Linked DNA regions of Mus musculus: all the other regions are linked to region 2. The links are chromatin contacts, called in public ChIA-PET, Hi-C and HiChIP or PLAC-seq maps. All regions are on one chromosome and are shown on one strand. Each heading gives the region's core, a stretch centred on a gene start, on an enhancer-like site or on the middle of the called end of the contact. The rest is flanking DNA. Distances are from core to core; before and after follow the strand shown.

What was found. HiChIP or PLAC-seq counts read pairs in DNA pulled down with a chosen protein or histone mark. A called contact is a pair of places that touch in the nucleus more often than the background predicts. ChIA-PET counts read pairs in DNA pulled down with a chosen protein or histone mark.
Region 1: a contact with region 2 is called in an RNA polymerase II ChIA-PET map of memory CD8 T cells, with 21 read pairs. The contact joins two enhancer-like sites. A contact is called at or near these places in 1 of 484 Hi-C or Micro-C datasets (bone marrow-derived macrophages) and 2 of 115 datasets of contacts at active chromatin or transcription factors (acute myeloid leukemia and memory CD8 T cells).
Region 3: a contact with region 2 is called in an H3K27ac HiChIP or PLAC-seq map of the NIH/3T3 cell line, with 5 times the contacts expected there. The contact joins two enhancer-like sites. A contact is called at or near these places in 1 of 15 datasets of contacts at CTCF or cohesin (large pre-B cells), 2 of 484 Hi-C or Micro-C datasets (bone marrow-derived macrophages and embryonic fibroblasts) and 2 of 115 datasets of contacts at active chromatin or transcription factors (the NIH/3T3 cell line and acute myeloid leukemia).
Region 4: a contact with region 2 is called in a CTCF HiChIP or PLAC-seq map of the NIH/3T3 cell line, with 6 read pairs. The contact joins two enhancer-like sites. A contact is called at or near these places in 1 of 15 datasets of contacts at CTCF or cohesin (the NIH/3T3 cell line), 9 of 484 Hi-C or Micro-C datasets (3T3-L1-derived adipocytes, bone marrow-derived macrophages, liver and 1 more) and 2 of 115 datasets of contacts at active chromatin or transcription factors (bone marrow-derived dendritic cells and double positive thymocytes).
Region 5: a contact with region 2 is called in a Hi-C map of bone marrow-derived macrophages, with 12 read pairs. The contact joins two enhancer-like sites. A contact is called at or near these places in 2 of 484 Hi-C or Micro-C datasets (bone marrow-derived macrophages and group 2 innate lymphoid cells).
Region 6: a Hi-C map of bone marrow-derived macrophages shows a contact between it and region 2, with 14 read pairs. The contact joins two enhancer-like sites. A contact is called at or near these places in 1 of 15 datasets of contacts at CTCF or cohesin (the NIH/3T3 cell line), 3 of 484 Hi-C or Micro-C datasets (bone marrow-derived macrophages and uterus) and 3 of 115 datasets of contacts at active chromatin or transcription factors (acute myeloid leukemia, embryonic fibroblasts and large pre-B cells).
Region 7: a Hi-C map of 3T3-L1-derived adipocytes shows a contact between it and region 2, with 5 times the contacts expected there. The contact joins two enhancer-like sites. A contact is called at or near these places in 5 of 484 Hi-C or Micro-C datasets (3T3-L1-derived adipocytes, the C2C12 cell line, bone marrow-derived macrophages and 2 more) and 2 of 115 datasets of contacts at active chromatin or transcription factors (acute myeloid leukemia and fibro-adipogenic progenitors).

What each region holds. Positions count from the first base shown.
Region 1 is chr10:96,785,670-96,788,976 of GRCm38.p6, reverse strand. No RefSeq gene overlaps it. Among named protein-coding and RNA genes, the nearest start is that of Gm33897, 72 kb to the right of the region's middle. Within about 2 kb of position 1,561, at least 51 of the 459 cell types and tissues checked have an H3K27ac peak or open chromatin away from gene starts, as enhancers often do. A contact at or near this core is called in memory CD8 T cells, where this site is marked.
Region 2 is chr10:96,130,432-96,133,675 of GRCm38.p6, reverse strand. No RefSeq gene overlaps it. Among named protein-coding and RNA genes, the nearest start is that of Gm40746, 49 kb to the left of the region's middle. Within about 2 kb of position 1,350, at least 52 of the 459 cell types and tissues checked have an H3K27ac peak or open chromatin away from gene starts, as enhancers often do. A contact at or near this core is called in 3T3-L1-derived adipocytes, the NIH/3T3 cell line, bone marrow-derived dendritic cells and 2 more, where this site is marked.
Region 3 is chr10:97,092,659-97,096,350 of GRCm38.p6, reverse strand. No RefSeq gene overlaps it. Among named protein-coding and RNA genes, the nearest start is that of 4930556N09Rik, 59 kb to the right of the region's middle. Within about 2 kb of position 2,255, at least 14 of the 459 cell types and tissues checked have an H3K27ac peak or open chromatin away from gene starts, as enhancers often do. A contact at or near this core is called in the NIH/3T3 cell line, where this site is marked.
Region 4 is chr10:96,684,625-96,687,986 of GRCm38.p6, reverse strand. No RefSeq gene overlaps it. Among named protein-coding and RNA genes, the nearest start is that of Gm33897, 29 kb to the left of the region's middle. Within about 2 kb of position 1,681, at least 109 of the 459 cell types and tissues checked have an H3K27ac peak or open chromatin away from gene starts, as enhancers often do. A contact at or near this core is called in 3T3-L1-derived adipocytes, the NIH/3T3 cell line and bone marrow-derived dendritic cells, where this site is marked.
Region 5 is chr10:96,908,054-96,911,330 of GRCm38.p6, reverse strand. All of the region lies in intron 1 of Gm46240, which reads right to left. Among named protein-coding and RNA genes, the nearest start is that of Gm46240, 8.4 kb to the right of the region's middle. Within about 2 kb of position 1,445, at least 12 of the 459 cell types and tissues checked have an H3K27ac peak or open chromatin away from gene starts, as enhancers often do. A contact at or near this core is called in bone marrow-derived macrophages, where this site is marked.
Region 6 is chr10:96,870,223-96,873,916 of GRCm38.p6, reverse strand. No RefSeq gene overlaps it. Among named protein-coding and RNA genes, the nearest start is that of Gm46240, 29 kb to the left of the region's middle. Within about 2 kb of position 2,251, at least 84 of the 459 cell types and tissues checked have an H3K27ac peak or open chromatin away from gene starts, as enhancers often do. A contact at or near this core is called in the NIH/3T3 cell line and bone marrow-derived macrophages, where this site is marked.
Region 7 is chr10:96,820,703-96,824,327 of GRCm38.p6, reverse strand. No RefSeq gene overlaps it. Among named protein-coding and RNA genes, the nearest start is that of Gm46240, 79 kb to the left of the region's middle. Within about 2 kb of position 1,812, at least 60 of the 459 cell types and tissues checked have an H3K27ac peak or open chromatin away from gene starts, as enhancers often do. A contact at or near this core is called in 3T3-L1-derived adipocytes, where this site is marked.

The DNA of each region.
Region 1 (3,307 bases), core at 312-2,811, 660 kb before region 2:
AAGTAAATGGAATCTGAGACTCATTGCATGTTAATCACATAGTTTAGTATGTCCCGTATTTATTTTGAATAAGCATTGCATTCTCAAATAAGAATTATGTGCAGGAAGATGGGCCAGAATTTGATGGAGAAACCGGTGGGTACCCACTTCTTTTGGCTCCCGTGATGAATAGAGATTTTGAAGCCTATAGAAAATGAGAGCAGATGTGGGTAATGACATAATTTGTTATTTATGAATGCAGGTTTTCTCTGAAGATTGAGGAATTATCATGAAAACTATTCACTGAACCTCAAAAAAAATCAATAAATATTAATATCAGAATGCAAATGTTTTCACTATCATTTAAAATGTGAAGAGTATTTACCCATTTATGCCTCTGAACAATTCAGAGTGCCCTGAATGCTTATTGACTGTATGTCATTGCATGGTTCAGAGCAGTTCTCTGAACTGCTTAAAACTCTCAGCAAATCAGGAAGAGCACATTCGAAAAAGATAAGGCTGCACATTGTCCTCTTGCCCCTGTCACTCGTGGAAAGCGCCCTGGAGTGCAATCAGGAAACCTGGGCTTCGATATTTAAACACCATGTGACTCCAAGTAGCTTTCTCAAATATGAGCTACATTTTCCAAACCTATTAAATGAGAATAAAGGCACCACCCTCAAAGGGATATTTGAAGATAAACTGACATCAGAACCCACAGTATACATTACTATTTTAAACCCAATTAAGAATTAAGGATCTCCCCCCAAAAGTAGTAATTATCAACAAGATTATCTGAGAGTTCTTTTTTTGGTGGATATGAATTTGATGACATCATCCACATGAAAAGGAAATGGCAGGTCATCCATATATATACATATATATATATAGACATATATATTCAAATATTTCTAGTTATGATAATTATATAATTGTATAGGGTATAACTAAAAATTTCTCTATATACACAACAATTATGGGACATTGATTTAGTCTTTGATACTATGAGTGCTGAACAATTGATTGAGTTACCAGAGTGGTATGAATTTAAGAATGTCTCCCATAGACTCAAGTATTTGAATACTTAGTTTGCAGCTGGTATCAGTGTTGGGGAAGGCTATATAACCCTCTTTAGGGGGAGTCCTTCTGAATGAAGGATATCACTGAGGGTAAGGTTTGAGAGCTCAGAGCCACTTACAGCCTGTTCTCTCTAGTTCATGTTTGGGCTTAAAGATAGGATTTCTCAGCTTCCTGCTTCTGCTGACTGACATGTCTGCCTCTTACTGATAAACCTTCCTACCATGGTCCATTCTTAAACCCCCCGGAACCATAAACCAAAATAAATTCTTCCACAAGTTGTCACAAAAACAAAAACACAAAACCCTAATACAGTCATTAAATTTATTAAACCAGTAAAATTGATAGTTCACATCTGTTACAGTCTTATGAAGATTCATCTGTCCCTTTCTGGAACTGGCGAATAAATCATTGAACAAAAGCTCACCAGCTCAATACACAGTTCAAACAGCATTATACAGGAAACCTTCTCAAGTGTCTTGTAATCACCTGCCTAACGCTCTGTGGTGCCACAGGCAGGCGCAGGAAGTGGTTACAAGTAATCAAGCTCTAACTTTACGACTTTAACCAACTCAGCGGCTCTGTTTGCATGGCTTTCAAACAGCAGCATTTTGCCTAAGATTCCATTCACACAAGAGAATGCAGTGGTTAGTTCTTAACTGTCACCTTGACACAACCTAGAGTCACTGGGGATGTGTCTCAGTGAGGAATTGTCTAAGTGACCTGGGCTTATGGGCATAACCCTGAGGATTGAATTATGTATCAAGGGATAGGAAAATACCCAACCTAAAAGAGAAGCACATCGTTCCCTGAGCATCCATTCTCTCTGTGCTATTGACTGTGGGGGTGACGAGCAGCTTCAAGTTCACACCTTGACTTCCCCAAAACGATGATCTGGGACTTGAAACTTTAAGCTAAATAGACCTTTGCTCCCTTAAGTTGTTCAGACAGAATGTTTTATTCCAACAACAAGAAACAAAATCTAGACAGACAATTTGATTACTATAAAGGCACTTGAATTAATCATGGTTGGTGGTGCATTCTTACAATCCCAACATTCAGGAGGTGGAAGCAAAATAATCACCAGATCAAAACCCCTCAGCTCCAGATTGAGAGCCTTTCTCAGACAACCCAAAGGAGAAACATCTCACCTTGATGATTCCACCTTCGACAGTTCAAAGATGAGGAAGCTGTAGCCCAGAGACCACAGTACCTAAGGTAACAGTCAGCTACTTAATGAAGAGCACCACTAAGTTCTCTAGACTCTTAGTTGTCGTTATTTCTCCCATCATGATAATAATATCCATCTCCCTGTCATGTGCTGCACATCAAACACCAAGCCACACATTCCACCTGTATTTTTTTTTATACGCGGAAAACTCTTTAAGAATTCTACCAGTTTGATGAAGAAGTTCAAGGATGTTAAGCAACTTGAACAAGCCTACATTCGATTTCAGCCTAACACAAAATGTGTTTAAGCTGGAGGTTTCGTGTTGGCCATGAAAACAACAAGCCATCACAAAGCCCGTGAATAACTGAGTGTGTATTATATAATTAGTGGCCAGATTTTGCCATGCTTTTCATGTTCACTTTCTCAGAATTGAGACACAAGGACTATGAACATAGAGAAACCAAGTGAAATCTTTATTTCAGAACTGTTTTCCTCTCTCTGAACTGTAATCACATCTAATTTTATGTTGATTCTATATGTTATTATTGGGATAAGCTTGTGGCTTTTCTACTGTCTGATAGATCATGTTATTAAACACATTCATTTATTTCCTGGCTCAGGTGGTATAATGTGTACTCTGCAGATGAAATCTGTGTGTGTTATTGGGAAGGGGCTTTCCAGGTGACATTTGTGCCTTGCAAGTTTCATGTTCAAATCAATTTTCTTCAAATATAGATAAGCAGGGTGTTTTAGTATAACACCATTGTGGGATTTGGCCTATTTTTATGCAAATTGTAAGTCTGTATCTCAGGTATACAGAGTTTCACGGTTAAAAAATGTATATTCCCTTTCAATAATCTGTCTATAGTATGAAATTATCAAGGATGGATTTATTAGACCCAAAGAAAATAGTAATTCCAATTTGAGGCTTTTTACATAAGTTAAAAGGAATGATATTGTGGTTCCTGCCATTGTTATATTGTTTAAAGTAGAGATGGATAATGGGGTTTAAAGGTATATGGTAAAGAAGAAATACAACACAATAAATAATACATGAGAAGGGAGAATACTGTCGATGAA
Region 2 (3,244 bases), core at 101-2,600:
TTTAAAATGAAACTGGCCCTGAAGACTCTTCCTAAGACAAGCAGTCATGAGTGTGAATCTTGCCACTTATCTTGAAAAGCATGATTCTCTCTGGTTGCTATCTACTTCAAAAAGACTTAAAAATATACAAATAAAAATATTTTTATTTATTAATTTGTTTATTTATTTATTTATTTATTTTTCCCATTTTTTATTAGGTATTTAGCTCATTTACATTTCCAATGCTATACCAAAAGTCCCCCATACCCACCCACCCCCTACCCACCCACTCCCCCTTTTTGGCCCTGGCGTTCCCCTGTACTGGGGCATATAAAGTTTGCCTGTCCAATGGGCCTCTCTTTCCAGTGATGGCCGACTAGGCCATCTTTTGATACATATGCAGCTAGAGTCAAGAGCTCCGGGGTACTGGTTAGTTGATAATGTTGTTCCTCCTATAGGGTTGCAGACCCCTTTAGCTCCTTGGCTACTTTCTCTAGCTCCTCCATTGGGAGCCCTGTGATCCATCCATTAGCTGACTGTGAGCATCCACTTCTGTGTTTGCTAGGCCCCGGCATAGTCTCACAAGAGACAGCTACATCTGGGTAAAAATATTTTTGTTCCATCAACCTTATGCATATTTTTTTTACATTCCTAGACTGGCAAGATTTCTCTTTGTCTATAGATCTGCCCTCTTGGAAAGTCTTCCTCCCTCCTGTGACATGGAAGGATCTTGGTCTTTTTTTTTTTCTTAGTTGGAAGCAAAGAAAGCAAAGTACTGAAGAAACAGCTTGCATCACCAAACACCTAAAGATACATCATGAATTTATACCTTTAATATATCTTACAGCCTGCAAGACAGAAACTGGGTAAGCCTTCCCATGCATAAGGAAGTGTGTCTGGGGATATTGGGTACTGCACTTAATGTCATGTATGCAGAGAGTTGATCCTTTTCCTTTCTCCCTAATTTGTCTGTCTTTCCCTCCTTTTGTTCTCTCAGAAAGCCCACCACTTCAGAAAGTCTAAAGAGATAGGGGCTTATGAGAGTCAGATAAAAAATATTTTGAAAGGGATAGTCATGCATTTCCTGGCTTTGGAGAGGTCTTGGTGGTGTGCTCTTAGATGTTGTGATATTAGTTAGGATCAACACCCTGCCATTGGGCATGGGGTCTCTGGAATCTTCACTCCTGGGTGTAGCTGGAGGAGAATGCGTTCTGTGTGTCTGTAACCAGAAAGGGTAGAATGCTAAAGCCGGTCTAATTAAGGCCAGTCTGCCTGTCCATGACTGTCTGTCAGACTTGAGTCTGGCCTGCCTAGTGCAGTGGAAACAAGTGGGTTTTTTTTTTTTTCCTCCTTTTTCCTCATGTTTTAACTGTGTGAGGTTACAGTGCCACCATGTGGATCCTCCGGTGTGAACCTGGATAATGAAGCTGGGGCTACAAAAGTGGTCACAGGCAACCTAAAAGACTTGGGAACAGGGACAGAAAGAGAAACCCGGTTTTTGAAAAGACACCGTGGTTCGTCAGGAAAAACAGAAGTCACGTCGGTCGGTCAAAAGATAATTTACATTCGTGAGCACCGCTTGGAGCCAAACAGACGCTAGTTGAAACTTACCAAACTGTCTTTACAGCCTCAGTTGCCTTGTCTGTGTAACGGGCACTGTAGTAGCTCCTCTAGGCTGCCGTTAGAATCAAAAGGCAGTGCACACAAAGTGCTCTCTGCCTGCCATGTCTGGTTGTTATGACTGAGCTAAGAAAGGAACTTCACAGCCTTATGCTGAACCGCAGTCCCGTGCTAGGACTCTCGACATTTTGCCCATGGTTTTACCTTGATTTAAGCCTTAACCATTTCACCTTCCCCTGCCTTTGACATGTGAGCTTTGCAGCAGTCAAATTTCAAATCATGTATTTCAAATCATGTTTCCATCATCTTGTAGCTTTGTAGCCTTGGGATATTTAAACCTTCTGAGCTGGGAAGCTGTGTGGTGATGCTGGCCCTTTGTTCCAGCATCCAGGGTATGGAAGCAAGAGGCTACCCTCTTGTTCAAGGATATTCTCTGCTAGATAGTTAGTTAGACTCCAGTATGGACTCACAAGACCCTGCCTGGGGAAAATAAAAATAGGGAACAACAAAATCCTGAGTCCTGGTTTCCTTGTCTGTAAAATGGGGTTAAGAACCTGTTACAGAGGGAACTAGAGCTCGGGCACTCGAAGCTTCGGATGCAGTAACTTCAATGGTCATCAGTCTGCGCCCATCACTGTTACGGTCATGACTACACTACAGGACAGCACAGCCTCACCTTGACCTCCAAGTAACAAAACCTTTAAGTTCACCTTAACATCAAAGAGCGATTGAGGAACTAGACAGGAAGCAACTTCTGTGGTCTATTTACCTACACACCTCAATGTTGAGGTTCTGTGGTTTTTATAAGGTTATCTTCTCAAGGCTAAAAGTGCAGCTATGAACAGTTTACACCTCAGTGTTTTCAGTATTAAAGTGTATTTCATAGTCAAGGTTAATAGTGCCATGTGTTAGTAGCACACACCTTTAATCCCAGTACTCAGGAGGCAGAGGCAGATGGATCTCTGAGTTTGAGACCAGCCTGGTCTACATATAGAGTTCCAGGACAGCCAGGGCTACCTAGACAAACCCTGTCTTGAAAAGCAAACAAACAGAAAACAGAACAAAACAGTTACTACTCTGATGTCTTTAATTTATTTTACATGTCTTCATCTTCTGAGGCCCCAAATCCAGTCCTTTCAAATCAAGCAAAATCTTAGAACTAATGAACAGATTTAGACTTGATGAAGACAAAAACTCAATCGTATCCATCACCGCAAACTCTGAAAGTCTAGATTTGCCGTGACACCTGAGTGGTCCTAGCCAGGATAACACAAACGCAAAACCACGGTGATCTTAGCTCTAAGCTTTAACACCTCCAGCTATTCGGGGGGGGGGGGTCCCCAAAATGTTTCATAAGCCTCCTCCACTTCTGATCCCCACCACTATGCTTAAGCCACAGTCTCATAACTACCTCCTTGGACTGACAGCAACCTGCTGCACTTTCCCCACCAGGCTATAGGCAGCCCTGCAACCAGAGGGGCCCCAGGCATCTCCCACACCTGCCCCCTTCCCTGCCTCACTCCTTAAATATCCCCAACCTCAGTAAATATCCTCATTGCTGCTTCCATTAAAATATAAAAAGCACAGATCTCCTGAGAGCATTTAGAGCACTGGAGTCCTGGCTAGGTCTAGAAACTATAATCTA
Region 3 (3,692 bases), core at 1,006-3,505, 960 kb before region 2:
ACAGAAGTGGATGCTCACAGTCAGCTAATGGATGGATCACAGGGCTCCCAATGGAGGAGCTAGAGAAAGTACCCAAGGAGCTAAAGGGATCTGCAACCCTATAGGTGGAACAACATTATGAACTAACCAGTACCCTGGAGCTCTTGACTCTAGCTGCATATGTGTCAAAAGATGGCCTAGTCGGCCATCACTGGAAAGAGAGGCCCATTGGACTTGCAAACTTTAAATGCCCCAGTACAGGGGAACGCCAGTGCCAAAAAAAAAAAAAAAAAAAAAAAAATGGGAATGAGTGGGTAGGGAAGTGGGGGGGGGAGGGTATGGGGGACTTTTGGGATAGCATTGGAAATGTAAATGAGCTAAATACCTAATAAAAAATGGAAAAAAAATGCAAATTAAAAAAAAAGAGTCAGTAGGAATGGCTTCCTATCTGACTTTCAATCACTTGCCTCGGATTTCCAGCTCACCTTATTATGGGTTCTTAAATTTTTTTTTCCTCACTGTATGGTCCTCATTTGCAATATTATGTTTTGTATAGAATACAATCCAAGCAGGTAGAAGAATTGGGTAGTTTAGAAATCTCAATACTTAGAGTGAAAGTTTCTTCCTGACCTTATCGCCACTGTTGTGATGTCAGGCAGTTTTATGATTTTTGTATTCCTAAATCTGTAAGGAGAGTCAGTGATGTACAAGTTCTGATGACTGGAGTGTGGATTAGGCATGTTGGTTCAGACCTTCATGCAAAGTCGTTAGCACTTTCTATAATAGCTAGAACCTCCTGGATAGAAAAATAATGTGGCTATTATTTTTCTAACTCTTTAATCTTCTATAATTTTTGTTCTATTTTTTTCTATAACATCTATTATCTTACCCATTTCCTGATCCTGTCTAATGTTAGTTCTAGGAGTTCAAAAACCGTATCTTAATACTTCAATTGGGGCCTGATACACTGAAAGAGGCCAGCAGATATTTGAAATTAATACAGTCCCATCATCTCCAGTTATATAACATTGTTTTCAAGGGTACTGTCTGAACTCACAGATTTCAAAGTGTGGAGGGTGTTTGCTCATAGTTATATATTCCATTTACCATGTGTGCCTCCACACTTACTTCTGGGATGTCCCAATGTGTGTCATATTTCCATTGTGAGTAAGGGGACTGCTTGCATTGTCTATGGTATTTTTATCCTCCTTTGTTCACTCATCCTTCTTTTCTCTCCCAGAGTTCCTTCTCAGCTAATGCCTTTATTATTCAGAGGAAGCCAGCATTATTAATAACTCTAATTCCCAGAAGATACCATTGCTTTCAGACTGTCCTAGTTCTCAGCACACACAGGGACCTTCTAGAAAGACTTCTTTTCTAGAAGGCATCTAGTTCAAATAGAATCTTGGCATTTTTGATGATCCTCTTTTTGTATCTTGGAATCTAAGTGATGACTGTAAGTTAAGAATGATTCCACCGGACATTTTCTCCTCAACTTCTGAGAGATATTGGTCAGAGAACTATTAGCGTCTGTCCAGAACCTATAACTAACTGATCATTGTTATTAATCTAAAAGGAACTTAAAGTTTATTCATTCTAACTTCTCTACTTGAGCTAAGGGGGAACAGAACCATAGAAGTCAAGGAACACGATGCATTTCTCTCAACAGTGAAAGCTGATATCTAAGTCTAAGTAAGTGCTCTACCACCAGGCTATACCTCAAGCCCCAGGGATTTTGAAATGTGTATTGCCATATATCCCTGTTAGTCTCATGGAGTACCTCATGGCTACTCCCTCTGTGTAACTAACAATACATTACAAATAGGGAGGATTTGGTAGATAGGAAACCATAATCAGAATACAGTGTATAAGGAAAAACTATTTTCTATTACAAAAACAAACAAACAAAAAACAACAACAAAAGGCACCTTCAAGACAGATGGAGGAAATTGCACAAAAGACAGCAAAAAAGAATACAATCAAAGGTATTTCTGTATTAGAATGCTCACATCTAGTCGTGGGGGGAAAAACAAGCAGAGTGCAAGTGAATGCATAATGAACCAGCAAGGTAGTCAGCTCTTCGAAGACTCAGAAGATGTCTTAGATCCATAGGAAAGGAGACATGAGGGAGAGCTGAGCTGACTTGGGAAGAGTAAAGCCAGGGGAGGCTAGAACGAATGAATAGGAAGTAAAATGTCCACACAAACCACAGGGGATCCAATACCCTGATTCATACACCTCACCAGGTCCACAGAAAGAAATTCCTAGGATTCTCAGTAACCAAAGTGCATGAAATGAGAAACCATTGCAGCTGAACTTCCTATTGACATCCATTGTAAGAGTGAAACTATTTACTTTGGACATGTCACGACCATTAACCATCATGAAGCAGAGTTGCTATGGTAACCTATAGTCTGTCTTAGTGGGAAGTCGTGACAAGCAAAGAGGCAGACTGATACAGTGATAGCTAGGTCTAGCAATGATGTGTTACTGTTCACCTACAGAATAATCATAGAGAATTACTGGATCCTAACTTGGCATGCCAGCCTCTCCTCCCTCCTGCCACAGCTGCATGCAGTTTAGGAGGGGCAGTAGAATTTGGAGGAGGTGAAAATATTGACCGGAAATGGAACTCATTGGTATTTCTTCAGATTTTATATTTTATCACTCATGGTGATAGTGGGACTTCAAATTGAAGCAATTGCCTTTAAGTCACTCATGCTCCTACATATGGTCCTAACTTGTGGTCCTCTGAATCAGTCTAATAAACTCACTAGGTCTCCAACCTGAACTTGGTTAGCCTTTGCTTTGACCCGTGAATGCCCTCTTTTGAGGGAATAGACACATTATTGTAGACTTTCTCTGATAACCATTGAATGCTATAATCACCCTTGTCTCTTCTAGACTCTCAAATGTCTACATAAAAATGTTTTGGCAAAGGCATCATCCCAAGTCTACAACATATTTGTTCATCTGTCTCCATTTTACTCTAAGGTCTTCAGTCCAATCTACTCTCAGACTCATCTACAATACTGTGGTGGTCTTATAACTACTTTTTAAATGATCTGCATTTTTCATCTATATTCTCTATTTTACTGGAAGCAAGGATTGTTGGCCAACTCAAAAAGTAAGCTAGATAATTTCACTCCCTTTCTTTTAGGGTCTTTTCTTAAATCATTCACAGTAATGTTTAATTGTGGTATACTGACCTATCATTCATTTAATCTGGTCCATAACTACTTATGTGAACTTACTTCCCATTATTCTTATTGCCCAGTACCCACATCCCATCATCACATGCATATATATTTTATAATTCTTTTAAAATTCTGACTTCTACTCACAATATGTAACTATTTTAAAAAGTTCTTCTCCCTTCTCAGATTATATTTTCTTTAACCTTTTCTTAGCGACTTCTCCACCTTTAGATAGCTACCTAAATCTTCATCATTGGCTATAAGCCAGCCAACGGTTATTTTCCATTGTACTAACAAACACTCATTGTGTACTTATTGCTTGGCTGTGTTTTTTCAGTTGCAAGATCAATAAAAGCAAAGAACAAGTGTTGTCGTGTTCAGTGGCCCTTGTTCCTAGGATTCTGTCTGGTCCAAAGTAGACAGCCACCTTGATAGCAAATGGACGAATGGATAGAGGATTGGTTAGGTTAATGAATGCATGGATGTTTAGACTTTTGCCTTTGGATGTTGCTTGAA
Region 4 (3,362 bases), core at 432-2,931, 550 kb before region 2:
CGTGGCATGTGATGCATAGATAGATGTCCTACATAAACCATATTATCCAACCAGTCAACATGGGTGCGAGTCATCTAAGTCAAGGGTAATTGTCTTCAAAGCAGCCTATCACCCATTTGCTCAATAAGAAATCACTGAACCCCTCCTGTTCTGTGCTAGGAGCTGGGGATTTGTGGGTAGCCATGGCAACGTCTTAATAGGTGATAGATTGGAGTGAGCTGATCATTCACATTGTAGCAGTGTATTTTTGATTTTATATTCTAAAATTTAGATGGGGCTGACCTATTTTAACAAGACCATAGGGGGAGATTCTGAGCCTGCCAAAAACCAGGGGTACTTTCCAGGGTCCCAGCAAGTCTCTCTGATCCAACAGAGGAAGGGAGTAATAAATGAAAGGACCCGAAAGCATCCTTCCCACAACCAGCACATGGCAAAGCAAATTTTTTCTCATTAGTGTTTGAGGTAGATGTTATGGGTAACTTGCTTCTCTTCTGTCTTCATACTTAACTGGAACATTCTTTGATTGCCAACATCTATAAAGAAATACCATGCACAGAGTGTTTTATGTTCCAACACCATGAACCACCACTGCCCCTGGCCACCCATCCCCGCCCCAAAGATTTCTCTTCATCCTCTTCCAAAACCCCACTATATGGCTCTCCCTTAGAAGGTCAAGATGGTTGAAATAGAGGCAGTGATTGAGGTGAGGTTGTAGCCAGTCACTGACAGGCTTATTAAGTAAACATCATTGAGAAAACGCAGAGCATCGTCCACTGCTGTGAGTTTGGATTCGGAATCTGTAAATATACAAAGGGAAAAAGAGCTTTGGTGTCTCACAGCGCTTTCTGTCCAGGAGCCAAGAAGTTCAGTTGCACATGTGTGTTTTTGCAGACTCCTGGCTTGCACTCCTCTTCCTTATTCTGGCTGCCCCCTGCACCACTCTTGGCAAGCCTCACTCTGGAGAGGTCTGAAAAAGTTTCCATCCAAGCGATTCCTTTAGTTAATCATTAGCAGCTCTGGTAAAAAACTGTTGGTGAGCCAGTTGGAAAAAACTAACTGGGGGGGGGGGGAAATCTCAGAGTTCATTCATTTGAGACACTTCAGGAATCTTATCCTGGTATACTGAGCTATGGGTGGGCACCAGTGAGACACTACACTAAGAAATGATATCTAATCATGTCTCTGTATCTAATATAGGCTGCATGACATTGGTCAAGGGAGAGAAAGGTCATTGGTAAATAAATACACAGGTTAGAAACACTTCATCTTAACAGACAATTTAGGTGTTTTTATCTCCCATTCTACAATGTTAGATTTGAAACCAAAAGCTGTTCAACTTTGCCCGTATTAGAGCATCTTTACTTAAGTAAACAAGGAGTGTCAACTTGTTGCTCTCTGCAAAGCTTTTCTCAATCTGTTAGCTTGTGAATCATGTAACCCAGCAAGAAGCAAACAACCTCTCTTGCAGTTTCCACACAACTTTTCCCTTCTTGGCCGGGATTTCACAGCAAACTTTGGGTACACATAAACAAAGCTGTCTTCTGCACATAAAGATGACAGAGCTGTTGTTCACTCATTAGCTGTCAATATAACATGGCTTTCACTCCCCCGTGGCCGTGGCCGTGGCCTCACCCTTGTTTAGATTGCTCAGTTCCTTCAGTTTAGAGGACATTAAAAAGCAGAACTGGCCTGGCTGTTTTACGTTGATGGTGAACTTTATGCCTTGGTTGTGTTGCAACCCCAGAGTTTACTCAATTCCACCTGGCAATTCAGTTCTTTGAGATAAAGGAGGTTTCTCTGGGGGAAGCCAATAACAGTTTCTCTTTTGGGTCTCTTGTTGGCAGACAGCTGGTGGCACATTTAATACAGTCATATGACTAAGTGTGTGTGTGTGTGTGTGTGTGTGTGTGTGTGTGTGTGAAACTTTTTAACAGTTAAAAACAAAACTAGTGGAACCCAAAGGAAGCTATTGCCATGTCAGAGAACCTAGAGCATCATCTTGTTCGAAACTTTGTAAGGATGTCTTTTAGAAAAATCATCTCTTGGGGTGTAGGGGAGGCGGGGCAGGGCAGGGAATGTACGTGTGCGTGCGCGCGCGCGTGTGTGTGTGTGTGTGTGTGTGTGTGTGTGTACGTGCACTCACCTGCAGGTTTTGGAACTGTCATAAAGAATCCTGAAATACCCAATGAAAACTCCAAGCACCTCCTATGTTCTCACTCTCCCAAGCACTGTTGGATTTGAATCAATTTCTCATGACTGAAGTGAGAGTTGCATTTGTAGATCTTTTTTGCAAGTCCCGCATGTAGCTGTACACTTTTAGAAAACTACACTGAAAATGACAAACTTAGTAATAACTACACATGGAAACAGTGAGTGCAAGGTACGTAAAGAAAATTGGCAAAGGACCCATCAATAGGAATTCCAAGAAAGGAAAACTTCACGCTGTGACCTAACCAAACAGAAACTGTCTTCATATACACATCTGAGTACAGGAAAGAAAGAAAGAAAGAAAGAAAGAAAGAAAGAAAGAAAGAAAGAAAGAAAGAAAGAAAGAAAACTAATGACCTTTTCTAGCTCCAACCTAAAATATGTTGATAACCTTAACTTTACAAGTTGTGGAATTAGTTTTGCTTAGATAAACCACCCATGCAAGTGATTAGCTGATGATGAGGTCACTACAGCAAATCCCAGCCCTCTTACATGGAGCTTGGGAAGTCGGTGATGAGGATCATTCACATACGCAGAAAGGATCCCAAGTAAATATGAAGGTAGACATCGGAAGGACAGGTCTGAGAAACAAAGAAACCCAAAAATTGACATCAAACCACTAGAAGCCAGAAGGGACTCTCTGATTCTCATAGGGTTTAGGAAGAATCACTCTGCAGCCTTGACGGTTGAGCTAACCTTGGATAGATGCTCTCCAGCCCATGATGGACTTCTGTTGTTTCAGTTGACAAGTTTATGGTATTTTGCTAGAGCAGCCCCAGGAGACTTGGTATAGTTTGTAGATCCTCAGCCCAGGGAGTGGTACTTTTAGAAGGTAAGGCCCTATTGGAATAGTTGTAGCCTAGGAGTAGATATGTCACTGTGGGTCTGGGCTTCATGACCCTCATCCTAGCTGCCTAGAAGCCAGTATTTTGCTAGCAGCCTTCAGATGAAGATGTAGAACTCTCAGCTCCTCCTGTACCATGCCTGCCTGGATACTATGTTCCCACCTTGATCATAACAGATTGAACCTCTGACCCTGTAAGCCACCCCCAATTAAATGTTGTCCTTATAAGAGTTGTCTTGGTCATGGTGTCTGTTCATAGCAGTAAAACCCTAAGACAAGACTGATACACATAGTTCTCCTCAAGGTCATC
Region 5 (3,277 bases), core at 196-2,695, 780 kb before region 2:
ACTTGCCCATGGGCAAGGACTTGAAGCATTGGATCCATAGAGATTTAGTCAAACCATTCCCCATATGGGCTAGGCTTAAAGGCACACCAAAACTTTCCCTGGGTGTTCAAGTTCAAGTGTTTATAGATCAGTAGATACATAAACTAGCAACTACAGCCCCCTCCTCCTCCAGCATATTTACAGTCTGAAACAGCTTACCTACAGAAACTTCCTACCAAGACTAAGCCCCAACTCATACCCCTTTGCTGCACTCAAAATATACCGAGGTTCTGAGTTCATAGCAGTAGTAAGTCCCATTCAGACCAAATGCATACACTCCAAGGGACCTCAGTCTTTCTGTATATGTCTCGGTGTGGCTATCCATTCTTCATTCCTTCACCAACGCTAAATCATGGTTTCAGGACTCAAGCTGTGCTGGTTGTGATATCTTCACCACTCCTGGTGAATGGAATTTTCTGGTCCAACAGTGGTGAGATGACTCAGTTGCTAAAGTACTTGGGGAAGTGGAAATAGGATCCCCCGGGGCTTAATGTACACCTAGTCTAATAGAATCAGTGAGCACTAGATACCACAGAAACCCTGCCTCAAAACTAAATAACCAGTTGGGTGGTAGTGGCACACACCTTTAATCTCAGCACTTGAGAAGCAGAGGCAGGCAGATTTTTGAATTTGAGGCCAGCCTGGTCTACAAAGTGAGTTCCAGGACAGCCAGGGCTATACAGAGAAACCCTGTCTCAAAAATAAATAAATAAAATAAATAAATAAATAAATAACCAAATGGAAAAATAAATAATGATTAAGTAAGGTGGACCATAATTGAGGAAGACACCTAATGTTGACCTCTGACCTCTATGCACACATGTGCACATGTACATATACACACAAAAATGGGAGAGCACAAAAGAGTTCCTTCTTGGTCTCTGTATTCTTATAGTGTGTTGTACTTACTTGCATCCTTCTGGAGGATTTATTTATTATCTTTTATAATTTATTTTTGTTATTTTTCAGTGTGTGTGTGTATGAGTCTATCTGTCTCTGTGTGTGTGTATCTGTGTCTTTGTCTCTGTCTGTCTCTGTCTCTCTGCCTGTCTCTCTGTCTCTGTCTCTGTCTCTCTCTCTCTCTCTCTCTCTCTCTTCCTCTCTCTCTTTCTCCTCCATCCACTGAATTTCCCTTTAGAGACCTTGTCTCATTTGTTCCTCTTTCTGTTCCTTTTCTTGCCTTCTTCCCCTTTCTTTGTCTTCCTATAAACCTCCCCGTTTCTCTGTCTCAAAGATCACTCCTAACAAGTATATGCATACTTAAGTGCATATGGATGGATATACCTTTCCAGACTTAAGGAGTATGTCCTTCTCTGTGACCCACAGTCTCTCCTCTCCATTCACCTCTTTACTGTCAAGCTTCTGCAAGATTCCCAACATATTTGTTAGCTCTGCTTGCTTAATAAGCACTCTGAAGCTCACCCTGCTGTGATCTGGTTTTTGTCCTCTGACTCCACCAGAAGGAATCTTGCAAACATCATCAAGGACATTTTTATTTCCAAGGATAATAGATGATTCCAAATTGCTATTTGATGTGACTGGGGGTTGCATTTGGCCCATCTGATTCTGTCCCTGTGCCTCTGTGTCTCTGTATCTCTCTCTCTCTCTGTGTATCTCTCTGCCTATCTCTCCCCCTCTCTCTGTCTCTCTCTCTCTTACACACACACTCACACAAACACACAGACACACAAATTGAGAATGTTTAACTCTACCTATGAAACAACATGACACATTGGAACTCATCGATGTCAGACCCTCTAGGTTTCCGTTCAGTTTGGTTTTCTTCCCCAGCCTTTGTTAGACTGCTATGTAAATGTTGGCGTATCCAGAACAAACTTGCAAATTCTTTTTCATGCTTCTAACAGAACTGCCAGTACGTTCAAACTTGGTCAGTCACAACTACTGCATTGTGTTCATAATTGCATTTCACAGAAGCCCTGAAACACTAAAGTTCAGTTCTCTAGCCCTGAGGACCTATAAAAAAGAATCAATGTAGTGAAAAAATAAATGTAACAACAACAACAACAACAAAACAACAACAATAATAATAATGATAATAGAATAAGTGTGGTGTCTGTAATTGATGATGTAGGTTTAAACATTGTCTATGTCATTAAGATGTGCTGCTTCTCAGGCTCTCCAACCAAGGCCACTGGTTGCTAACTGTAAAGAAAGTACCTTGCACTGTCAGGATGGTAGTTAACCCACATGTAGCTTGTTGTTGTTGACATTTGGACTAATGTAAACAGAGAGAAGTGACATGGGCTGGGTCAAAGAAGCCTGACCATCCAGAGCTGTCCATGTCATGGCAAGATGCTCTTTCATGCTTTGAAGACAAAGAAAAAATCAAGGACATAGTAGAAAGTCAAATGGCAGGCCTCATAGGAAGAAATCTGAATCATCCAACCTCATCTGGGGTACAGAGAATAGCTTTCACGAAATTCGGATGAAGATAACCAGGTCAGAACCTTGAAAGATTCTAGGGGGAAGATTTTAGGGGGAAGTTGTATAACCAGAATAATTGAGATAATTGAAAACTTAAGCTTACTAATTTCAGTGGGTCTCTCAGTGCCATTTAGACATCTAACCATATCTCTCCAAAAAGATTCAAATTTTACATTCTACAAGATACCTGGTCAATAAGCTCTTTCTTTTTCTCCCAACAGAAGCTGCAGCCTGTTCATCCATATCTATCCTGTTGTTTTTGTTAATGAAACTATAGAATTAATGTCCTATTCCTCCTATTCACTAGTCCCTCTCTCTGCACTGCACACACAATACCTTAATGAGTTGTTTTAGTTTGCTCATTTATGATTCAGTTGTCTCTTTTCCTTACTAGATTTTTTAAAATTAGCATTTAACAAATCTAGTGATTCTAGTAACCTTTTAAAACAAGGGGATATGTCATCTTTTCCCTTGCATATTCTCAGACAAATGACTCAAAAGTTTTTCAAGCCTACCCTTTTACGAATTCTTACCCTCTTCCACTCTGATGACTCTCAATTGTCCAGTCAGAATGGCCAACCTGGTGCTGAAGATAAGGACTGGTTGTGAGGCATGTTAGATTTCTCGGCAGTATTCAATTTTTCTAACCAGAGGTGCCCTTCCGCCTGTTCTCATAGCACATACTTTAGGCGACCTGTCTTGTATGAACTTTCCTCTTGCTTCCATGGTTTCCTTGTCATTCAGCCTTACCAACTTTACCTCTAATTACTGATGACATCATTTACATGAGCCT
Region 6 (3,694 bases), core at 1,002-3,501, 740 kb before region 2:
AAAATAAGGTGGTGCAAGACTTTTGAGCAGTCACTAACCAGTTTAAAGACATATTTGTTCTTTGACATCCACAATCTCACTCCTATTTACCAGAGAAAAATGTAATTTTTTCCATGTGAATATCTCTATAACATTGTCCACAGTAGCTTTTATGTGTGATCATTTCAAATAGGAATGGCTTAGGTGTGAAAGAATGGAGAAGCCCATATAGTGTGCACCTTTATTGGAATGTTTGAAAACACAAAGGAAGTAACTGAATAAGCCCATAAATGTGTGGCCTAAATGTATCTTCCACATCCAACTTTGGGAACAGAAGCCAGGCACAAAGGAGTCTTTGCTGTGGTTCCGTTTCTATAAAATTCTCCAAGTGAGAAACCTAAAGCATAGCTTTGCAAAAGGGAAAACGGATCTCACCAATCCGTGACGGCTTCTTGAAAGGGCAAGAGGGACTGCCTGGGAGGAGATACAGGAGAGATTCCTGTGGTAGGAAGAACTATATGGGTTTTAGATGTTGTTAGAATGCAGGTCACATAACCACATGTGTTGATCAAGATTACAGCAAAGATCATTGTGTTTTAGTGGATGCGATTTTCATCTCCAAAACAACCAACCAGCAAACGAACCAACAACCAACCAAACCAACCAAATTATCTACAGAAATAGAGCTGTGGCGATAGCTAGGTCATAAGATGCTTGCCATGCAATCACATGGACTTGAATTTGACCCCCCACAGCACCCACCTAAAAAGAAAACACCAGGTACAACAGTGCATGCCTGTAATCCGCCAGAGTGTTGGAGACAAGAAGATTCCTGGAGCTTGCAGATGATAATATGGCCAAATCTATAAGCTCTATGTGCAGGCAACAAGCCTGCCTGAAAAATAAGAAAATGGCCAGATATGGTGGGATATGTCTTTAATCCCAGCTCTTTCATTAAAGGCAGATTTCTGTGATTGAAGGCCAGGTTGCTGTATATAGTGAAACGGTACCTCAGAGAGAGAGAGAGAGAGAGAGAGAGAGAGATTAAGAGAGCGAGTGAGAGAGAGAGAGAGAGTTTTCTTCCATCACAGTTTCAACAGAATTTTACCAACAACCACATAAACTCCAGAAATTATAAGAACAAAATTATAATCCCATCTAGGTGTGGCACATGCCAGGAACACCAGAACTCGGGGGTTTTCAGGATGGAGAATGAGGTTTGCACCTACAGAATAAGTTTGAAGCCAACCTGGGCTACCGGAGACACTGCAAAGCACACTTGACTGTCCATTGTTTCGGGGTCACTGACTGTGCAGCCTGCAGGCTAGATTAGAAAATGAATGAATACCTTTCTCCTTCTCTTCTCATTCCTTCCATTGTTCCAAGAGCTCTAGCCCTTTCTCTTTTCTCAGTTTTCTTGTTTTAAACATTCAGCGATGGTGCTCTTCAAAGACTCTTCCCTTTACCTGAAACCTCTCATCATTTTTGATGTTCATTGAGTATATTGCAGCGTCCAGCCCAGCATAGCTCTTCCTCTCCCAGAGCCTTGTCTAATTAACACAGTGGAGTCCAGTCCTCCCTGTTAAGTATTTCCTCCTCTCTGTTCTCTTTCCATCTACCGCTTCATGAGTTATAACATTATGTATGTATCTTATATGTACATATATATATATATTACTGTATTATGTTATATTATGATATATTGTAATAACTGTTTTTATATCCCTTAAACTAAGACATTGATCACTACTCAGCAGCCTCTCAGCCACTCTGTAAGTAGTTATGGGCTCATGTGCATACTGCTCCTCACTAAAATACTCCTGGGATTTAGTCAGTATTTATCCTCAGAGCCTTATATAGCTGCTATACAATGAATTAGGCATGTTTCCTGTCTGTCTCAGAGGAGAAAAAGTTGCACACCACCAAAACATACAAGAACATGGCCTCTGTCTCATGTGGTCTGTCGGTGAGTCACAGGGCTCAGACTTATGAAGGCTCGGAAACCTGGATTCCTCATCTTTTTCCTCCCTACTGTGTATCTGAAGGAACAATATCTTTCCATCTTTACCAAGGAGGCCAGGATAAGAAAGGAAGGTGGAGCTTCTTATCTTTCAGGTAGTTCGGATGACCGACATTCCCAAGAAGCCATTACTGTTTGTGAGCCAACCATCACATGAAATATCTGAAAAGATCAGAGGAAAGGGCAGGCCACAGATGGGGTGGGGTTGTTGACCCTGCATGTGGCTGCCTTGCGCTGTGAGTCAGACACCCACATCCTGTCCACTCTGGCTCACTCTTGTTCTCGTTTTAAGAGCTCTATCAAAGAGATGAAGCCTTACGCCTTCAGAAGGCTTCTGTTACTTTTTGGCAAAAAGAAAATATATGTGTGCATTCTGTAGAAGTCTACCAAATGTGGGTCTCTCTCTTTCTCTCTTTCTCTCTCTCTCTCTTTCTCTCTCTCTCTCTCTCTCTCTCTCACACACACACACACACACACACACACACATACACAAACACAGGCTTGGAAGCCTGGGCCACAGAACAAACAGTAACTCCACACACTAAGTCATTTGGTATTAATTAAACACTGTTCTCTTTAAAGAAATGGCATCTATTTAGTTTGAGCCAATACCATTCAAATAAACTTACAAAGAATTATAAAGTATTTATTAATATTAACCTTGACTTTAATTTTAAACCAATTAGACATTTTGTTCTGGCTGATTCTCTGAGCTTACAAAAGTTTATATTGCAGGATATAAAGTTCTGATTATGTTTGACATCGCTCCTTGTTTTTAAACTTTATCCATTTGCATTCTCAGGTTAAAAAAATAATCAGACAACTGTCTCAATGTAGTTCTTCATATTTACTCTTTTTTTTTTCCAATTGCAGTTCTGGAAGGGAGGAGGGAAAAAGAAAGAGAGTTTTAAAAAGAGGAATTAAGTTAAGGCTCAGGAGAAATCTATTCTGTTATTCCAGTTTGAAATATTTATTCTTTTCATGTGGCTGTCAATCAATTACGGACAACATTTGATAGCTCCCTGGGTATCTTAAATAAGAGTCACAGACAAACATCGCACTTGGAAGCCATCTCACAGGAAGACTTAAGGACATGCTTCTTGGCCTCTGCTGAATTTGTTGGAGCTATGTCGCTTGGCGCTCATGTGGCTTCCCAACAATACCTCCATCTTGACAAGATGAAAGGCTCTGGTGTTCCTAATCTACTGTAGGCATCTGCTAGTTCTGCCTCTTCATTTCATCTTACCTTCTTCTCCAGTCTAGTTTAGTTATTTTTCTCACCTCACATCCCCTTTTCATTTAATTTCCCAGAATAAAGACATTGCACCTGAGATTCTCTCTTCTATCTCCCATAATCAGCTTCCAAATGCTGACACCATTGCATACACTAGCAAGATTTTGCTGAAAGGACCCAGATATAGCTGTCTCTTGTGAGACTATGCCGGGGCCTAGCAAACACAGAAGTGGATGCTCACAGTCAGCTATTGGATGGATCACAGTGCCCCCAATGGAGGAGCTAGAGAAAGTACCCAAGGAACTAAAGGGAACTGCAACCCTATAGGTGGAACAACAATATGAACTAACCAGTACCCCGGAGCTCTTGTCTCTAGCTGCATATGTATCAAAAGATGGCCTAGTCGGCCATCACTGCAAAGAGAGGCCCATTGGACTTGCAAACTTTATATGCCTCAGTAC
Region 7 (3,625 bases), core at 563-3,062, 690 kb before region 2:
CATAGACTGATGATCAAGTTCACAGTATAAGTTGTCTCCATTGAACTTCTTCTTTTCTAGGAGGAACAATGATTTCCTTTTGACTTGCCAACACATAATCTAGTGTGACTTTTGACTTTCTGTCAATGGGATCTCCTACCTGCCCATTTACTTAAGCTTCAAAAGCTTAAAACTCTAGGCTAGACAGGATTAGTATGTGGTATTGCACCAGACCAGTGAACTCCCTTAAGGGCCTTAGACGTTTGAGAAATGCCATGGAATCCCCTGAACTTGTAACTTGAACCAATGTTAAGTGGTCTGAGGATAGGAAGAAGCCAAGGATCTGAGAAAGGGAAGCTCCAAGAATCCATATCTGATATCACCAGGGCATGGATAAGGCTGTCAACATCATTGGAAAACTTAAACATCCCAGAAGACCTAGCTAATATAGTCCGTACAGATACAGCAAAGGCGAACGCCACCCAGAGGTAATAACGACCAAGCTTGTGCATTCCAATGGCATGACTTCCGGGAAGGCTGAGGGGGTTCAGACCTGAAACAGCTCCCTGCTTATCCTCATAGGTGATTTGACTTTAAATGACTTTAGGCTCCAAAAGGAACTACAAGTTTGAATTCCCTGTTGTGATTCAAGCCAGAAAAGAACATATTACCTTTCAATGACAGGTTTAAGAGGTTTTCAAGCTCAGCAGAAACAGTGTCACTGGAGCCAAGCAGAACTCAGCCATAGACAGTGCGAATCTGTATTTCTGAACAGCTGACGTGTGGCTATTTCAAAAACCTTACACCAATAATCTTCTGTGTAGATGCCCTGACACGCTGCTCTCGGAACTTTCCAGAACTGACTCATAATTAGCCATCATGGTCTGTTCAACCAAGAAGGAGGGATAACTTTATCTCACTTTAAGAATCTGAGTTGATGTTCTTCCTTATCATGTAAATGTCTTTAATGAGTCACTTATTGATATAAACACTTTGTATGGTGTTCTTAGGATTTGCCCAAACCCATCCTTCCTCGTAACTCGTTAGAATGTAAAATTGTTGAACCACTAGAGAAAAAACAAAGTTTCATGGTTCCCTCACTAAAGTTAAACAAGGATCTTTTTTTTTTTCCCGAACCATATGACCCTCCAATTCCACTCCTAGTCACACCAAAAATCATTGGAAACAGATGTTCAAATAAAACCTAGGGCACAAACAGCCATAACAGCAACTTTCAGGGTAATAACCTGCAGGTGGAAATGACCCTAATGCACATCAACAGATGAATGGATATAAAAAAAAAATGTGGCCTGCCCACACAGTAGAATATTATTCAACTACTAAAAGGAAGGAATGCATGAAGGAGGTGCATGCCACAGACAAATCAACTGGAACTCATACCTCACATGAATGAAGCAGACACAAAAAGTTGGAGGTTGTATAGTTTAATGTATTTGAAATTTTCAAAATAGGCAGATCTATAAAGATGGCAAGATTAGGGGTTTCCAGGAACTAGGGCAAAGGAGGAGTTAAAATTGATTGCTTAGTGAATAACAAGCTTGTAAAGAAACAAACAGTTCCAGAAGCAATTGTGGGGGGGAGATACCACCACAATTTCCTGCATGTGTTTATTGCCTCTGACTTCTTACAATGGTGAAAAATGACAAGCCTTGCCTGTCACTTTATACAATGAATGGATACCTATCTTATTTCCCAAGAACCTCTCTTGGGCCCATGGAAATTTTTCTGCAGTACTAACTGAAATGGGTCAACGGTTTTCCCTCGTGGGAAGGAACCCAAGTCTCTGATTGCACCGAGCAAAACTGGTCAGCTGTTTTACAAGGAAAACAGCTGGCACTGAAGCCTGTGCTCTTTAAAGAGCTGCTAGCTGAGCCTCTTCCCCAGGGTGAATTCAAGCTGAAGAGCTGTGATTCTGAGCCAGGTTTGCGTGGGCCACACCCAGCTACTAATAAGTTGTTCCCAACTCTACAGGCCTCATCTTAATAACTAGCTCTTCTCCTACCTTGGAAGTTCCCATAATCATGTGGCCACTCAAATGAGAAGAGCAGAAACCACTGACAATTTGGAGACGAGACAGAGTCCAGAAAAGGAAGCAAAGTCATGAAAATATAAATTTAGCTTGAGGTGTTCCATGAACACAAGGCAGAGGCTTAGAATTGGGGCTTGTTCTAAATGTCCAAACGGAGAAAATAGTGGTGTCTCTGGAACAGAGCCATGTGGGTAAAGCAGTTTCTAGAGCAGAGGCCAGACTCTGGTGTCCTGGATACATGGGAATTTATGACAATATTTGAAAACTTTTGCAACTTATGAGGAGACTTTGGCCTAGCTGGAGACAACTAGTCAGATGAACTGTCTGTGACCTAAAGATGACAAAGCAAGCTGCAAGTAGAGAAAGTTGGAAGTGACAGTTTCCTCTGTCCTGGAAATGCCAGTTAGGAATACTAGCTTTTAAGGTAGAGGTCAGTCTTGAGACACCAGGAGAAAAGGGAAGGTAGGCAGGAGCCAAGCCTTGTAATAATAATAATAATAATAATAATAATAATAATAATAACAATAACAATAACAATAATAATAACTCAAAGTCTTGATGTGACAGTTTTAAGCAGGAAAAATTACATCGTATGATTTAGGTTAATGAAATACTATTCTCTGGTGGCACTGCAGAAGATGGACAGGCGGAAGGAATCTTGGAGCAAAACCAGGAACATTGCCAGGGCAATAGTGACTCTCAAATGTTGCTGGTACAGACCAATGAGGATAAGAATGTAATCTAGGCAATTCTATTCTGTTGGATAAAATGTAGGGAAGGGGAGCACATGGCGGAGTAAAGACTTACTTCTAGTTCAAGCCAAAGGTCATAGCGTCTGATATGTTCTGCTACGATAAACAAAGCCAGTGTACGCCCTGTAGAACGTCTAGTGAGGTTTGCCCAGTGGTTGCCTCTAAGGTCATATTAACCATCCAGATGTGCTAGTCCAGATGTGCTAGTCCAGATGTGCTGGTGGCATATATTCAGTTTCTTCTTCCTTTAAAATTTTCTCACTTTTATTTTATCCAACATATAAAAGCATGTGGGAACGAGTTTCCATACTGTGCATTAATCCGCGACTACATTGTGTGATGTGTGATGTTTAGATCCGTTTTAATGCATCTTCTCAAACATTGGTCATTTCTTGATGATGAGAAGCTTCAAACTTGCTTTGTGCAGTGTTTCGAAATGCTCGGCCTAGTGCAAACACAGCCACCCTCCCAGTGGGTCTTACACCCATACAACTAACCATAACATGGGTTTCCTATATCTCTGCCTATGTAAAGAGTAGGTAGCACACTAGATTGTGTGTCTTGACGGGCAGTGAGGCATAACATTTATTCTTATATGCATTGGCCCTTCTCTTCTGTGTGGTTGCATATTGTTTGTCTGTCTTGCTGCTTTGTGAAATCTGGTGACTGACACCTGGAAAACTTTGGGCATCCTTCAACATTCTTGGCACTTGCTGTCTGTACCTTGGACTACTTGTTGCCTGACCCTACCTGCCCTTGAGGCTTGGAGGTGAGGTAGCCTGGAATCAAAGACACAGACTCCAGGAGCAGGTGAAAGCTTGTCTGAACACTGTTGCAAGGTCCA